Regions from separate parts of the Zea mays genome. Here region 1 is linked to region 2. Evidence: chromatin contacts called from public Hi-C data. All regions are on one chromosome and are shown on one strand. The core of a region is the stretch at or near the end of the contact, and the rest is flanking DNA. Distances in the headings are between cores, read along the strand shown. Region 1 holds the start of LOC100191149. Region 2 holds the start of LOC732735 (Cyclin-D2-1).

What was found. Hi-C and Micro-C count contacts between places; a contact is called where the count stands out from the background.
Region 1: a contact with region 2 is called in a Hi-C map of endosperm, with 3 times the contacts expected there. The contact joins the promoter of LOC100191149 here to the promoter of LOC732735 in region 2. A contact is called at or near these places in 2 of 25 Hi-C or Micro-C datasets (ear and endosperm).

Annotation. Positions count from the first base shown.
Region 1 is chr5:218,053,199-218,055,898 of Zm-B73-REFERENCE-NAM-5.0, forward strand. LOC100191149 reads right to left here and starts at 1,321. Exons shown (of 7, transcript NM_001136585.1): 1 at 907-1,321; 2 at 740-837; 3 at 495-636. The coding sequence starts at 1,075. LOC100216916 (methionine aminopeptidase) reads right to left here. Exons shown (of 10, transcript NM_001143302.1): 10 at 2,189-2,594. The coding sequence ends at 2,383.
Region 2 is chr5:217,351,150-217,353,849 of Zm-B73-REFERENCE-NAM-5.0, forward strand. LOC732735 (Cyclin-D2-1) reads right to left here and starts at 1,436. Exons shown (of 6, transcript NM_001112364.2): 1 at 1,048-1,436; 2 at 764-850; 3 at 580-678; 4 at 281-482; 5 at 50-171. The coding sequence starts at 1,371.

The sequences.
Region 1 (2,700 bases), core at 71-2,570, 700 kb after region 2:
ATACTAGAAGACTGGTTTAGTAATAAATCAATCTAGATCTTGCATGCTGCAAAAGCAAGAACGAAGCATGCATAACACAGAGCCCGATGGATCACTTTAGAATAAATTTTGAAAGTGATAGAGAACATAGTGGAAACGAACTAAACAGAGACTGAAGGAACGCTTGTGCCAAACGACTAAGACCATTAGCTCATTGGGCTTCCTATCTCATGTTTTTTTGCTTAATTCGTAATTTAATTATGCTCAAAGAACCACTCAGGCAAGAGCATTTAGCATGGGTCATAAGTGCGCTCGAACTGATAAGCACTAAGAAATTAAAAACATCTCTTCAGGTCTCCAGTGGATGCGTCAAAATAGACCACACAAATGCATGCCAAGTGCGCAACGAACAATGAGATATGATAAATATACAGGGCCAAGTTATGCACAGGTTGTAAAAAAAAGGCGCAATCTCATTGCACCAAAAAAAAAAAACAGCAGCCTACACAGAATACCTCTTTGCTGCGCGAGGCTGCTGTTATCCCCCAACTCGTGCAGCCCCCGCGCAATATCATAATAAACCTTCTGCTTCAGCACCAGCGACAGCTCCTCCCGCCGCTTCACCTCCTGGGCGAGTTTCTTCCGCAGCTTCTTTACCTTTGCGTTCAGAATTTCCGTGGACTAGATCGTAAGTACTAGGAACTAATCTATCAAAATAAACACCAAATAAATAAGTAAAAGAGTTGTCTATTGAAAGTACCGCCAGAACGAGCTCGACGGGCTCAGCCTCGCGGCGAATCCGGATCGACTCCTCCACCCACCTAATCTGCTCCTCCGTGTACTGCACCACTTCCCCGCCTGAAACAAACCTAGTCAGATCAAAGGAAGTAAACCGAAGGCGTAAACATGGCGAGGGATTCCACTCACGGTTGGGAGCGGTGGGTGCGAAGGAAGCGGGGGCGGTGAGGGAGCGGAGCACGAGCAGCACGGCGACAAGGTTGCCGATGCAGACGGCCACGGTGACGCGCCGGTAGGAGCACCACCCCGTTGTGGCACGGCGCCCGAAAGACACCGCCCGCGCTACGCCCCTCGCCATGGCGCCGCCTCCGCCATCCCTACCGACGCGGCATTGCGCCCCGCGGCCTCCGATTCGCGAGCTCCCCGCCTCGATCTCGCACGACCGCGCACCCCAGGACTCGACCGACGCCGACGTCCGACGAGCAGACCAATGCGCAGGCTACACAAGATCGTCACGGCGCGGCGATGGAAACTTCTGGAATCGAACGGCGCCTCCGACCTCGCTATTCCTTCGGGCGCTCTCGTTTCCGCGAACGAAGAAGGGGGAAATTCTGGGGCGGCGCCGCGGCGGTAAAGGTAGTGGACGTCGGACGAAGCAAATCCCTTTGTTGCGTTGGGAGGCTATGTTGATACAATCATTGTGGCCCACTTGTCAGATTAGCTGTTTGGTTCGCTGCCTGTGAACCAAACAGGCCAGTATGGAGGGCTAATCCGTCATACTGTGTGGCGTACAGGACGGTGGTCGAATCAGAGAGTGACAGGAGGAAGGAAATGCAGCGAAGGGAATTTGTTTTCACTGTATGAGGGCTAAGTACTTGAGTGCAATCATTAGCAACCGTTATTAGTACACATGATCAATTAAGTAGTGAGAGCCTGTATTCTGTATTACAAACTGGTGACTTGTTTAACGTTGGAAGTTTTGGTTAACTTGCCTCAGAAGGTAAACAGAATCTGAGAACCTTTAATACTAGGAGTGTAGCTAGTGGTGGCAATGAGCTTTAAATTTTATAAAATTTAAAAATCGAATCAGATTAGGATTAAACTCTATTCCTAATCATTTTTAAACTAAAATTAATTAATAGTCCTAACTTATTTGATCTGGCTCTATTTCTATTATTTTTAAACTAAAATTAATTAAGAACACTAACTTATTGTGAATAAATATTTGGATCGTGTCCTATTACCACCTAATTGTAGCACATCCTGCCCGATCTCGGTCATTTTGAGTGATTGACCTGATCAATCACTCGCGGAAAAGTGTATGCCAAGCAAAGGTCCTGTGCTTGGCCCAACAAATGAGGCGAGATATGCCTTTCGGCAACCCCGGCGACCAACCGACTCAAATCAAAACTGTCAGACCTACTTGCAACCACTCGGCGTCGGCAGACCGATGACATCTCACCCGAGCACCAACAAAACACACTCTCAAATATAACTTCGAAAATAGTACAATTTCTATACATATATCGTTGTACCGATGAACCGAGATTACAATGTGAGTTTGCCATTTTGCATCAGAGTTTAGGTTGGACCAATTAGTCCCCAAAAAGAAATGCAGGATCTTGCCAGCTGACTAACGATTGTTCTTTGTTATTTGGCCTTCCATTAACACTGTGTCAGTATTTCAGGGCCATCTTCGGTAATAAGTATCGTGTGCTCAAACTGTGCTGACAAGCTGCCGTCTTCTGTCACTGCGGTCCAGTCATCGGACCACATGACAGGGTTGATGCTCCCTATGGTTAGCATGGGCTCTGATGACATGGAATGATAGAAAAGGGTGATGAAGTGAGATAGCTTCATATGCTTTACCTTGTTTACTAGCCAATGAAAAAACATCGCATGGCATCAGTGTAAAAAATATGCTCAAGACAAAAAAAAAGCTAGTACTTATGTGCAGAAAGATGACAGTGACCAAATGCAATG
Region 2 (2,700 bases), core at 186-2,685:
GGTAAGTGTCATATGGTTTAGTAGGAACATCGAGCTCTGAAATTATTACCTTGTCCAAATAGTTGCAGCTAGTAGCAGCTCTCTCAATTACAGAACTGCTGCATTCCCCGATCGCCGCAAGAGCAACACTGGCAGCAATCTCTGAGGGTCTGAATACCACGAATTCAGCACCTGCAGACCCAATTGTCACGCTTTAGAAATTGATTGCTGCCAAATTGAGAATTTTTCTATGCCGATCAATAAGGTCAGGAATCATACTGGACTAAGTCCTAAATTGTACCTTTAGCAGTGCTCAAGACAAGGTCGGAAGAGCGAGAGCGCGCAAGCAAGGAGGGTGCACCATGGTCACTCAATTTATGAAGAAAGTATTCAACAAATGAACAAGCAGTAACAGCATGCATCCTCCACTTTAAGGTGCGTAGCACCAGAAGCTCCATCCTTTTAATGGTCCTTCCCTCAAAAACAAACTTTGCCTCGGCTACCTGCCACACAAAGTCGAAAATTACTTTGCTGGAAAAGAGAATCAGAACAGCACAATGTATGTGCAAGCAAGTGATGGGATCCATCGCACTGGCTCACCTGCAAATCCAAAGGGAGTGGCACAAAAGTCTCTTCTATTTTCGAAGCCAAAGACAAGCATGCCACTGCTAAGAGCTGAGTCATCCAAGCTCTGCCTTCCTGCCATGATATGGATCTTCCTCCCATCAGCACTAAGTTATTTGAGTAGGGCTGTTTCCAGCGACACTAAAATTGCAAGACTTACAGGAAAGTCATAGGTGGAGAGGAATCTATCGAGGTAGTTCACAGACAGAACTGCAGTCAACGGTGCGAAACTGTAATGTTCAATGACCTATCCAGCAAAAAAAGATGTGGATTCAGTGAGCTTTGAGGCCGATTTATGTTGGAAGAAGGTACCGATGAGCATAAATCAAGTGAAGAACCACGATGAGCTCTATAAAAGATAGACCTTTACGCAAATCCAGCGAGCCACATCTCCGCATCTCACTAGCATAGCAAGCAAAGGATCCATCGATTAAGTGAACTCACCTTCCAAATCCAGTCGACGGCATCCTTCCTGACGGCGGCCAAATCCAGGTCCCCATGCCGTCGCTGCAGCTTCTGGAGGTACCCCTCCGCGGGCATGTGCTCCACCTCCTTCTCCACGAGCGCCGCAACGCAGTCATCCGAGAGCAAGGGGAACTCCGTCAAGAACCCGTCGACGGCAACCCCGGCGGCGGCGGCGGCGACGACGGTGTCGCGTGGCGGCGTAGCTGCGGCCGCCCAAGAGGACTCGTCGTCCAGGCCGAGAACAGCAGCGTTGTCCTCCGCGCACAGCAGCACGGAGGCGGCGCAGTCATAGCCAGGCACCATGCTTGCCACGCCACCTACTTGCCGAAAACGGCACGAATGCGAGACTGGAGCAGCGAGCAATCAATTCACCAGCGAAGCTCCTCCTCCCTTTCCCCTTCTTGCGAGCTGATTCTATGGAGTCTGGATTTGCTACTCCTCCCCCTCCCTGCTCCCTCTCCCCTCTTCCTCTTCTTGATTTATTCAGATAATATAGATAGAAAAAAGGTACATGTTTTTTTGCCTATTTTTTCCTAATTGTGTTCTTTATCAAGTGGAGAGGACAGAGGAGCGAGAGAGAGGAGGGGGAGGAAGACGCCGGCAAGGCCACTGCAGTGTGTAAACAGTAGGAGAGAGACTAGTGGAGTGGAGGAGAGCAGGGTTTATGTAGGGCGGCCGGGCGCTGTGCCTAGTGAATAGTGATGGTGGTGGTGGAGCGGGTTTTGGATAGAGACGAGGGGTTTTCTGTAAAACATGCCTGCGACTCCTTGGGGCTTTGTTTTGTTTTGTTTTTGGCATTTTCCTAGGAGAGTTTTTGGAGCGCGGATCCTTTGCGCGCACGACACTGGATCGTGTTTTGCGTGAGGTGTGTCGCGGGGGCAAGTTTTTTTTTCCCGTTGTCACTGTATCATCATTCAAAACTGCGTCATTGTAGGCTAGTAAATTCGATGCAGGGCGCGTTGGCATTGAAGGGAAGTCTAGTACTAGTAGAAAACAAAACATGTTGAGAAAATTATACGGACTAGTTCATTTGATTGTTGATTTATCGAGACGCAATTAAATCTTTTGAATTGGACAGCGAACTCGGAAATTGAATGGTTCCGGTTCCACCCAAGCGTTCAATTGTAACTAGATAATTTGGCCTCAGGTCATTCCGAGTGGAGTTTTATTGCACGGTTTTTAAAATGACACATCATCAACTTTTATTGTGTATCCTAAGTTTTATCTGAATGAAACTATCTCCCTCCTTTCATAAAACTCTCTATATCTCTCCAATCATAAATATTGTGTCATCTCATGAAACTCCCACTATGAATGGCCTCACACTCCACATGAATTGGCTGGTATCCAAAGCTTTGATTGGAGGCCCAGTTGATTGATGGCCAAAACTTGAGTGTCAAAACTGGCAATCTAAGGTCTTAGCCACTATTTGATTCGCTGCCAGCACTTGCCATTATATCTCTGGTGAAAATATTGCCCAGCTTTTGGCAGTTTTAGGCTTTTAGCTGCCTCGCTTCTCCTTACAGCCGATGTGGCTTCAGCTAGCAGCTCTACATACAGCAATCGTAGCTGATGCTGAAACAAACAGCCTTAGGCCTGTTTGGAAATGCAGTTTTGAAATACCGTAATTTT